3 separate regions of the Mus musculus genome follow, and regions 2 and 3 are each linked to region 1. The links are chromatin contacts, called in public HiChIP or PLAC-seq maps. All regions are on one chromosome and are shown on one strand. The core of a region is the stretch at or near the end of the contact, and the rest is flanking DNA. Distances in the headings are between cores, read along the strand shown.

The links. HiChIP or PLAC-seq counts read pairs in DNA pulled down with a chosen protein or histone mark.
Region 2: a contact with region 1 is called in an H3K27ac HiChIP or PLAC-seq map of embryonic stem cells, with 15 times the contacts expected there. The contact joins two enhancer-like sites. A contact is called at or near these places in 2 of 39 promoter capture datasets (embryonic stem cells and hippocampal neurons), 8 of 484 Hi-C or Micro-C datasets (the G1E-ER4 cell line, the N1E-115 cell line, cardiomyocytes and 4 more), 4 of 115 datasets of contacts at active chromatin or transcription factors (embryonic forebrain, embryonic stem cells and forebrain) and 1 of 9 other capture datasets (embryonic stem cells).
Region 3: a contact with region 1 is called in an H3K27ac HiChIP or PLAC-seq map of embryonic stem cells, with 6 times the contacts expected there. The contact joins the promoter of Fbn1 here to the enhancer-like site in region 1. A contact is called at or near these places in 13 of 39 promoter capture datasets (the 3T3-L1 cell line, 3T3-L1-derived adipocytes, the C10 cell line and 8 more), 5 of 115 datasets of contacts at active chromatin or transcription factors (embryonic forebrain, embryonic stem cells and stem cell-derived neural progenitor cells) and 1 of 9 other capture datasets (embryonic stem cells).

What each region holds. Positions count from the first base shown.
Region 1 is chr2:126,521,718-126,525,402 of GRCm38.p6, forward strand. Gm26697 (a long non-coding RNA gene) reads right to left here. Exons shown (of 4, transcript XR_866700.3): 4 at 1-377. Among named protein-coding and RNA genes, the nearest start is that of Gm26697, 22 kb to the right of the region's middle. Within about 2 kb of position 1,569, at least 13 of the 459 cell types and tissues checked have an H3K27ac peak or open chromatin away from gene starts, as enhancers often do. A contact at or near this core is called in embryonic stem cells and stem cell-derived epiblast-like cells, where this site is marked.
Region 2 is chr2:125,256,244-125,259,928 of GRCm38.p6, forward strand. It overlaps Dut (deoxyuridine triphosphatase), which reads left to right. Exons shown (of 6, transcript NM_023595.6): 4 at 606-680; 5 at 827-897; 6 at 1,114-2,806. The coding sequence ends at 1,170. Among named protein-coding and RNA genes, the nearest start is that of Dut, 11 kb to the left of the region's middle. Within about 2 kb of position 1,893, at least 13 of the 459 cell types and tissues checked have an H3K27ac peak or open chromatin away from gene starts, as enhancers often do. A contact at or near this core is called in embryonic stem cells, where this site is marked.
Region 3 is chr2:125,504,450-125,508,134 of GRCm38.p6, forward strand. It overlaps Fbn1 (fibrillin 1), which reads right to left and starts at 1,989. Exons shown (of 66, transcript NM_007993.2): 1 at 1,890-1,989; 2 at 991-1,340. The coding sequence starts at 1,154.

The sequences.
Region 1 (3,685 bases), core at 319-2,818:
GGGGATCGTCTCAGGGAGAAGCTAATTTTCACTCTCTTAGCAATTATTGTCTGTGGGTCTTTGCCTAGGAAATGAACGGCATGAGATTACCGGCTTCCACGTTACCATTTCACCTGATACTGCCCGTTGTTCTGGTCCTGTTTGTGCAGCCATTTCTATGAGAGACAGTCTCATGGCAGACTTCCTGGTAGTCTTCCCACCACCTCTTCCTCTGTGTTTCCTGGGCCAGAGATGCAGGAGCTGTGATGATGCTCTGCCCACGGGCACTCGGGTTCCCGGGAACCATTGTCTCCCTCTTATGTCCAGCTGTGGTGCTCTGTAACGGTCCGCATTGGTGTAAAGAGAAGCTTCTTTGAATAGGATTGGAAGGCGCTTATCTGTGGGCACAAAGATAACATTTAAAACATAGTTAGGAATTATGCTGGTCTAGTAAACTGGTGGTACTAGATTCTCTTCTAAAGTCCGTGACCTCACTAGCCCCAGGAACCTGGCCTAGTTCCAGTACCAGACATGATTTCCTTCCTGTCAAGTCGGCATAAAGTCCTATTAGGCAGCTGTTGGTTGCCACCAACGTGTGAGTGCCCTTATTGCTCCCTTATACCTAGCTTGTCATGCTGGCTATTTTCCAGGCTCCTTCCGCATCATCACGGCGGGGTGGTAGGACTAATTGTTTCCTTCCCTTGGCCGCTCACAAAAGAACTTCTGGTGCTATGCAAGCCAGGTTACAGGAAGGAGGCTTTCAGTTAGATCCAGCTCAAAGCATGCTTGTCCTATGTCCTACGGATGTAACTAACGTCTTCAGCAGTAAAGGCCTACCCTCAGGCCCTGGAGGCATCACTGATAATCTGTATTGTTTTGGGAGTCCTGTGCATATCTTAAAAGAGGGTACGGGGGAGGGGGTTGTTATTCTATGGTTCTTGTGATGAACACTGTCAACCCAAGTAGCATAACTTCATTTAAATATCTATGATTTAGGTGCACATAAAAAAATATGAGTCCTTGGGGCGTTATCAAACAACTACAGCGTAAAGCATGCCGCCTTTTCCTCCTCCTTCTTCTGTAGTGGCCCCCATTGGCACCCCTGTCCCGATTTTCCATATCCCCTTCATATCCCCTATAGTCTGTTGTCCCTCATACTCCCACGCGCTCCCTTTATACTTCCCCAGTCTCTGTGATTATTCTGTGTTGCATTCATGTCTGAGGACTGGGAGCACGGGAGAGTGGGAACATGTGACTTTCTGGGTCAATATAGTCTTTTCTGGGTCTGTCCATTTACCTGAAAGTTTCTGCCACACACACACTCCAGTGAAGTCCGCTTGACAGGCTGAGAAGCCTAAAAGCCACTCAAGAGGCAAAGAGTTTCACAGAAACTCACCTCCTGGAGTTTTGGCATTATCATTTACCCACATACTCATACCCTATTCCCACGTTGTCTGGTGTATGGATCTATGAGCTCTCTTTTAATATTTTATTATAAATGCCTTTTAAGATTAAATTCTGTTATAGTTACGTCTCCCCATTGTTCCAAGGTCCAGAAAGGAAGTTACCTATTCAGTTACTAATTAAGCATTACAAAAGACAGAGCCAGTAGCTCAGAACTGGTCTGCAAAATATTTACCAAGGACAGTAGCAATTGTCACCCAAACAAGGGAATAATAGAGCTAGGGAATCCCACTGAGACAGAGATCTTCTCTACAGCTAGGTATAGTGAGTTTCACATTAAAAGCAAGTTGGCATATTCTTCTGTAGACCCAGGAAATAGGGTGTTGGGGTATTGCAATATTCATGATAAGGTCTGTTAGTGCAGAACCCCTGGTGGTGGGATTAACAATAGACTAGTTTACACCTGGCTTCCTTCTTTTGCGACAGCAGCCTGGTCCCCACCTTCTTTTGATGTATACATTCCTTTAGTATTGCGTCACTGTAAGTTGGTGGATTGTATTTTGCCTGGTTTCTTGTTATTTCTTTGGTATAAAAAGTTTAATGCTCGACCTGACACAATACATTCAGATTCTACACAATCTCAAGTGTTGGTCTGTCTGTCACTCTCTGATGCTTTGCCCACCTGCCCCAGAGGATCCACGCAGGCAAAGAGACCCAGAGGGTCTGCGGCAAGTTTCAAGATTTCCTTTTTCTGTAGAAGGAATAGTATACCATTGTGTATGTTACCACATTTTCACTCCCATCCATGACGACAGGCATGCAGATTGTTCCCATCCTCCAGCTAGTGTGCACAGAGCAGCAGTGAACATGGCTAAGCAAGTGTCTGTGGACTAGCATGCTGAATCCTTTGGGCATATACTGGTCATACAGTAGATTTGCATAGCAGAATTTTCCCCCAATTAATTTAAATATACAACAAGAAGCCTGTGATTGGGCAGTGGAAAAAGAAGGCAGGTAAGGATTTTTAGCAACAGAAAGGGGACAGGTATGAAAAGGAAGGAAGATGGAGGGAGAGGAAGACAATCCAGATTCCGCGTAGCTTTAAACAGCCACAGGTAGCTATGAGTATCATAAAAGGGTAGAATAATTGGGATAACTTGTCTAATCTAGGGGGGCAGCTTGTATCATTATCAATTGTCTCTGAAATTATTGTGTGGGCATCTTGTGGATTGAGAATTTATTGATATATATAAAGCTGACTGATTAATTATGAGGACATAGAGTTTTGATTTACTGGGTTAAGGGGACTTGTGACAACTAGCTGCAGGGGGTGGATGGCTGAGAAGGTACAAGCAGTTCTGAGGTAAGTGAACTGAACCAGAACTGGAGCTGGGAAGACCAGACTGCCCCATGGGGCTAGCCTAGAGGCAGAGAGACCGCAGGCAGAGAGTAGCTGGGTATAGCTCAAGATGGGCCGTTTGGTTGTTTGGTTGTTTTTTTTTTTAAGTATTTCCCACAACAGATTTGTTTTTCATTTTTTTTAGGATTCTCCATACTGACTTTCAGAGTGTTTGTGTTTGTGTTTGTGTTTGCACAACAGTGAATGCCAGGTCCTCTTCCCCTCACCTGGGCAGCATTTCCTGTCAGTTGTGCTATCTGGGGTGAGATAAAATCTCAAAGTTGTTTGAGTTTGAAATTCCCTAATTGCTAAAGGTGTTCAACATTTTTTGAGGTCCTTCTTAGTGATCTTTATATTTTCTTTGGAAAAACTCTGTTTAGATCCCTAGCCTATTTTTCCCTATAGCAACTTATAATTTTAATTGTTTCCCTTTTTAGAGATTATAGTATAACTACATTACTTCCCCCTTTCCCTTCCCGCCTCTAGCTCCGCCCCCATACATCCCTCTTGCTCTCATTCAAATCCATGGCCTCTTTTATCATTCATTGTTGCTACACATTGTTGCATATGTGTATATACATGTAATATACATGTATACTCCTAAATACCTAACTACACCCTGCTCAGTCTGTATAATGCTACTAGTATGTATGTTTTCCTTTGATTGAATAACAATTGGTGTGCTCTTCCCTGTGGAAGACCGCTTTTCCCATTCTCAGCATTCTATGGCAAGTCTGTAGTCCTTGGCATAGTATCGAGGCCTCTGGTCTTCCCAGCAAACCACATTAGCATGTCTATTGCTGTTGTCCTTGTTCAGCTCAGGTTAGGACCGTCATATTGGTGAGAAGTCACAAGTGTAGTTTCTAACATTCCTAGAAAACAGTGACAGAGCAAATTCCCTGC
Region 2 (3,685 bases), core at 643-3,142, 1.3 Mb before region 1:
GCCTGCTGCTGAGCCTAATGACTTGAGTTTGGTCAGACCCACGAGGTGGAAGGAGAGCCCTGACTCAATGGTTGTCTTCTGACCTCCACACATGTGATGTTGCAACAGAAATTTCAAGTGAACTCATTAAGTTTACCAGCTGAAGTTTGCTGAGCGATTGTGGTTTAAAAGGGATAGGGTTGGAAATGAAATGAGGAATATATATAAACAGTGGTTCTCTGCTGAGCATATAGCACTGGCCTCCCGCTGTAGGTCACCAAGCTTTGGAGTCTTGTTTCTTTATGATTCAGTCAGAGCATCAGTGGAGCTGTTGGCAGAGCAGACGTGAGGTCCTAGTCTTTCCGGTGGTAGTCATCTGGGGGGGTTGGAGGTGGTGCGTCCTATGCTCAGCCTGCAGTAGGAAATGCTCACCACTTGATAAGCATTCAGATTGGAAAATCGGGACACGTTTTTCAAATTCTTGCATTTTAGTAAAACTTGTGTTCAGACTCTGTAGGGCCTAAGGGTGACTTTGTCAGTTGTAATCTCAGGAAGTCTTTGGCAAAGTGGTTTTGAGGTCACTGCAGACCCCTGATGAACGAAGCTAACATTGCTGTCTCCTCCAGCTGGTGTCATAGACGAGGATTACAGAGGAAACGTTGGGGTCGTGCTGTTTAACTTTGGGAAAGAGAAGTTTGAAGGTGAGTTAAGTCAATATGTTCATGGAAACATTTTGAGCTACCTGTGTCAGTAAAAAACTAACTCTAGTTCTCACTGAACAAGGCAGGTTACAGAAAATGGGTCAGTACACAGCGATGGTAATCTGTGTTCTGCTTTTTCTTTGAAGTGAAAAAAGGTGATCGGATTGCGCAGCTCATCTGTGAGCGGATTTCTTATCCAGACTTAGAGGAAGTGCAGGTGAGTACTGGAAACTGAGCGGAGAATGCCTGGTGTGTGTGTCCAGTGGAGGAGGGGCGGCTCAGCTGATGAGCTGTGGGGCTAGTGACTGGTAGTCTTCAAGCAAGGTTAGGTGTTTAGTTTGAGACTTGATTGGCTTTCCTCAGAATGGGTCCGTGCAGTGTGCAGAGGCTCTGACTGCCGCTCCTTTCCCTTCCTCCTAATAATGTCTTTCAGACCCTGGATGACACCGAGAGAGGCTCAGGAGGCTTCGGCTCCACCGGGAAGAATTAGAACTTTGCTGGAAGTATCTCGCTGTTTCAACACTGGAAACCAGAAGCTCTAACTTCGGAAGCATTTGGTGTTCTAGGATGCAGGAAAGGAGACCTCGATCACATCACGTTGGAACGATTCTGTTCCCTGGTTGAGGTCGCCTGTAAGTCTGCACTGTGAGCATGGCATTGACATGCAGACTTGGTAAAACCCAGGGTACAGTTAGATTTTTTGTTGTTGTTGTATTATTTAAATTATAGCCTTCCAAAAACTGTTTTTGATCATAATTGCTGTATCATTTGTAATTTTTTTTAATCCAATAAAGTTGTCTTTTAGCAGATATGATTTTACATAAACTGACTGGAGAACATGGAGGCTGAGTCAAGAGGATTGCAGTGACTTAGGCTAGCCTGGGCTAGTATGAGATGCTATCTAAGGAAAGAGGGTCATGTTAAAAGCTACTCCTTGTTCTTCTCTGCACTGGTGCTGTGTGACACTGGGACTTAGAAGATCTGCTCACCCCAGATTTTGAACCCACAAAAAATACAATTTAGAGTTTATGGTACTGTGGGGGAGGGACTACAAACAGGAGCAGAAATGACTTAAAGGTATCACTGAAAGCCTGCCCACCCAGCATGGTGATTGCTCCTTAAAGCTGTGAACCGTGCAGCCTCCAGGCAACTCTGTGGATCCTAGGGCCTCACCCTGTGTGTAATGGTGGAGGTCCTTCTTCCCTGCAGTGGCTTTTCCAGCAGTTTCCTGCCCGACACGACTGTCTGCCACCCTGATTGCTTCCCCTCACAGTCCCACTGTCTGTGAATAGAAATCTTAAAGGCCAAACCAATGTTAGTATTAGCAACAGATTTAGGAGTGTCCGAAGATAAAACAATGCAAGGCATGCCATCCTTCAAATGATAATGCTATCTGCGGCTGGACATTTTGGCTTTTTCTGCTAGTGTAAACAAATCCCCCGTCCCGCCCCGCCCCACCCTGCCACCAGGTAATTGACCTGATCATTTTAGCTGAGAAATGCACTCTTTATCATCCTAAGAAAGGCTGGCTTGGCTATCTTCCCCAAACAGAAAATAAAGTATCTTTGTGTTCCGAACTTCCCCATTTGGAGGCTGGCTGTGTGTACACAGGTGTCCTGTTGTTGCTTTTTCTAATAAGAAAAGAAAACAGAAAAGGCATAAATTAAAATTTTAGAGGTTACTTCAAGAAGTATATGTTTTAAGGTGTCTATTTGAAACTACATGGTTAAACTGGGGAGGGTTTTTTTTTTTTCTGTAATTTAGCAGGTCTAAAGGAATAAGTCTAGTATCTATATAAGACTATAGACAAATTAAGACTGTCTTGGTCCTAATTTAAAAATGAGTTTCTGGGGGTAGGAAAGACACAAATGTAACTATTTTTAATTCTCTTGGAAAAGACACTGTTGGGCTTGGTAAATTCTTTTTCTTTTTTGTACTTTCTATAAATGTTCAAAAACATGGTTCAGGAAAAAGATTACATTTTTTATGTGTTGTTTGAGACGATGTTTCTCTGTGTAGCCCTGGCTGTTCTAGAATTTGCTCTGCAGACCAAGCTGACCTCGAACTCAAGACATCTGCTTGCCTCTGCCTTCAAAGTGCTGGGATTAAAGGCGTGCGCCACCAGCATCTGGTTTATGTGCATCTTTTTATTATTTTTCCAGACAGGGTTTCTCTGTGTAGCCCTGGCTATCCTGAAACTCACTCTGTAGACCAGGCTGGCCTTGAACTCAGAAATCCGCCTGCCTCTGCCTCCCGAGTACTGGGATTAAAGGCATGCGCCACCATGCCAGGCATATTTCACTATATTCTTAATGCAGAAAATATATGTAAGTTTTGAAGAAAACCCAAATATAGAAAACGAGTTTGGAAACTTTACATTCAAGGTTAAGTTAGGTTCTTGCCAAAATATTGAATAAATTTAACAGCTCTCCCAAGCTTTTAAATCAAAGAATATGGTTCATATGTGGGAGTGAGGTCTCGGCTTCTGTGAAGACCAGACTGACCATGGCAAATACTGCCACCTTGTGGCATCTTACTAAAACAGGGCTGAAGTGGGGATAAAAGCCCCATCATTTCTAGTGTGTAGGTGCTAACTGCTTTCACTTCAATTGTTCTCTTATTAGATGATATAAATGAAACAACTAAGGTAATGGACTACCGCATGCTACCCTTGTGACCTAAAGGGCAATATTTAATATACTGAGTCTGAAAAATAAAGACAGATATAAGAAAAAGTAGAGATGGTGGATCTAACATGCACAGCAAAGAACGCCTGGCCAATGACAGCAGTCACTCTCAGCGGAAGAGAAGTTTAAAGACGTGAGTGGTGATACACACCTGAGATTCAGTACTTGGGAGGTCGAGGCAGGAAGATCCCAAGTTTGAGGCCAACAGAGGCGATCATGCTATGAAAACAGAAGTGATGTAGTCATTAAACAGCAAAGGCAAAGTCCAAATCAGCCAGACTTAATGCCACCAGGGTGGTGGTTTGTCAAATGGGAGAG
Region 3 (3,685 bases), core at 739-3,238, 1.0 Mb before region 1:
GAAAGAAAGATGCTGAACCAAACAAAGGCCTCTTGAGAACATTAAAATCAATTTTCCACCCATTTACTGAACTCTTATCAAGTCAGGAAAAATGCACCCCTAGAATGACAAGAAACTTCAGCATGTGCACTCGCTTGAATCATTGAGCAGGCTCTTCCAAAGGACAGAACTGTGGCCGTTTATTTCTATCTTACCACTTCTAATAGAGACTCCAACTTAATCTCAGAGATTGTCCTTTTTAAACGATTAAAAACTCTTAGGGGAATTATTTCCATCTCCTTCAGCTCCGGAAACTGCCAAGCCTTAGACAGCCAACCTGACCGATTTAAGTCATCCCAGCTGCAACACTAGGGCATGGGAAGCTGATAGTACAGGGCTTTCCAAGAAGATACCGCATGAACACCCATTTAGAGCCAGCCACAGCTGCATGCAGAGCTCACGCAGGCCGGACACTAGTGTTCAAAACCCTCTGCCTTACAAACTTCCAGGGTAGGTGTCTGAACGCGAGTGTACAGCTCTGGTTTTCATGAGAATGACTTAAAGGAAGGACCATCTCCTGACCACGCATCTCATCTCAGTCTCTGGATTCTTCCCTTTCAGCGATGCCTCCCAAATAGCTGATGCCCACACGGGAAAAGCACTTCTCCCTGCAACTGGAATTGGTAAGCAGCAGAAGCAGTGGGCTTCTCCCTTTCTCTGGGTTTCAGCTCCTCCCCTTCTTCCACAAGGAACCATTCTCGCCTCCCCAAATCTGCTTCAACAATGGCCCAGGATTCCCTCCAGCCAGGACTTCTCCTCTGGGCCAGGAACAAGGCGAGTTATCTGAACAAGAGTTGATGACCGAGTAACTTTGGCACTTCCAGGCTGTCTCCCGGGGATCTCACCCAGGGTCCTCTACGGGCCAGAACCTGCCCTGTCAGTTGCTGTGGATCTTAAAGTCCCAAGAAGGGCGAGGGGAGGCACACCGAAGCAGCTGGGAGCTTCCCTTACCCTTTCAGCGCATCGTGTCCTCCGCCGCCTCTTCTCTTGGCCCGATTGGCTCTGGTCTCCTTCAGGCTCCCAGCCTCCAAATTGGCGTCCGCCCCATGGCTCGTGTAGGACTCGAGGAGCAGGGCGAACGCCAGCGCGACCTCCAGCAGCCCTCCTCGCCGCATGGTGCCGCCGGCCGCCACTCGCTCCGCCGCCGCCGCCGCCGCCGCCGCCGCGCCTTCCAGCGGCCCGAGTCTCCGGGGTCCCGCTGTCTCACTGTCCGGCTGTCCTGATGCAGAGAGGTCCCCGGCCTGGGTCCTACAGCTTTCTTCTCCAGGGACTGCTCCCACTTCGGGTAGTCCCTGCCTGTCCTGCAACACAGACAAGTCCCCAAGGCGGGGAGGTGAGACACTCAGGGCTCCGGGATGCTGAAAGCTCGCAGTCCCCGGTGCCGAGCCCAGACCGCGCGCCGCCTGCGCGTGGCGCAGTTACTCGGAGGAACGAGGACCACTCGATCCCAACTAGCTGCAGAGCCAGAACCCGGCGACTGGCATCCGCGGACCCTGTGGCCTCGCGGCGCCAAGTACCGTGTCCCTAGGGAGCCCAGGCGTCCCGCGAGCGGACTGCCTACACGGTCTTAATGGCACTGATTGCGCGCGGTGACGGCTGACGCCCCAGCTCTCCAAAAAGGGTCCTCTCCGCCCACATACCGGGTCATGGCCAACCCCGCCAGTCCCCTGCATCCGACGTGGAGCAGGGCACTGCAGTCCCGGATCTTGCAGCTGTCAGGCAGAGAGGGCCAGCTGCAGATGCTCGAGACATCCCCTCACCCTGCCCGGCCTCCTGCCCTGGATGCCGCGCAAACGGCCCTCCAGCCACCCGCCTGCCGCCCGACCCTGGCGGGACCCCATGAGACCCACTGGACTAGCGGCTCGGACTCTCAGGCGGCGGTGGCTGCTCTGCTCCGCAGCTGTCCCAGCTGTGGCCGCCTGTGGCACCCACAGTCTCTGCCCCAACTCTGCGGCCCCCTCCTTTCCCACCTCTTCAAGTATCGTCCGCGCAGCGGTTTCTCGCGAGAGAAATACTTTTTTAAAAAAAAGAAAGAAAGAAAAAGAAAATGACACCCTCCCCACCTCCCCCCATCACCACCCCACCCCCGGCCCCATCTATCCTCCCTTTCCACTCCCCTCTGCCAGCCACCGCCCGGACCCGGGCCTCCCTCATTCGCAGGATCAGTGCCCTGGGAGGAGGCGGAGGTGATCCAGTCCTGCCTGGCCTGGGATATTCCGTCCCAGGGTGGGGAAGAGAGGGAATGGGAAGAGGTGGAGTAGCGGTTTAGACCGATCTGCCTGCGGCTGAGAGGTCCAGACCCGAGATTCCCGCGATCAGAAGCACGGAGAGCTGGGCCACCTGCGCGGAGAACGCATGCTGGACACCTTGGCCAACGAGGCCCAGGAGGCCCTGGCTGGAAAGGGGCTCTGTGGCAGTGGCCCTCGCTTCTCAGCCCAGTCTTCTGCTGTCTGGCTGGGAGGAGAAATTGTAGGCTCCGAGGCTCAGGCAGGGCTTGTGGTGAGGCCACCACCACTGAGCCAGCCAACAGGTTAGCGGCGGCGAAAGGGGCATGCCAGTGTCAGGAGCCCGCTGGAGGAGCAATTCTCCCGAGGCTCAGGTCAAGCTACTCACCTAGGCTAAATGAAGAGGCTGCGAAAGTCTCAGTCTGTGATGTGGGGGCCTGTGATTTGGGTTTCAGACAATCCTCCCGCCCAACTCTCAGTTAGGAATGGGGTTTCCTAAAATAACCCTATTTTCACATGTGTACACACTATACAGAGAGCACATACACACACATGCATGGGATTGGGGTGGGGTGGGGGTGTCTGAAATCCACATCGGGCTCGACCGCAGGGACCAGGGACTCCAGTCACCAACTGTCACTTTCCACACAGTTACCCTAAGAATGCACGCATCTTGTTGACCCGGATTTTTCTTGTTTTCAACATCTTGTGCCCGGATATGAGATTATAGAGATCGAGGCATGTTATCAACTCCATCTTCTTTTCAAAATGGACCACGCCTCATGATAATGGACTCACTGCACTGCTTCGATACCTGAATAGGAAGACTTAAACACTGATTTAAATTCATAATTATTTAAATATATTATCTAGTTTAATTGAGGTCTTACTTTCAAAAAAAAATCCTCTTAACAGATCCATGAACTGGAGATTCCGTCCTACATCTTCAGGTGAGAAAAGAGGTATTCATTCGAGGGCCAGGAGATGGCTCTGAGCAAATAAAGCACCAAGCCTGGTAACGTGCGTTCTAGCACCAGGAACTACCTGGCAGAAGGAAGGAAAGACTCCTGAATGTGTCCTCTGACCAACGTACTCGGCATACGCATGCGCACAAGTGAGCACATATACTCCAAATGTCGTCAAATAAAGAACCATTCATTGAAGAAGTAGCTATTGAACACTTGTGCCACCTGGCCCACGGATGAATCAGAATCACTTGCAAGTAAGCCAGGAGTTTCAGTCCCTTTGCACAGCAGGTGATCGACAGGGAAGGCAAGCTTGAAACAAATAGTAGCTCATATGTTACATGCCAACAAACACGGGGCACTGCTTAGATGATGTATGTGACCATGACTAGACATAGGCTAGGGCCAATAGAGGAGGCTTCCCTGATAAAGTATCATTGAACCCTTTTAAGGCAC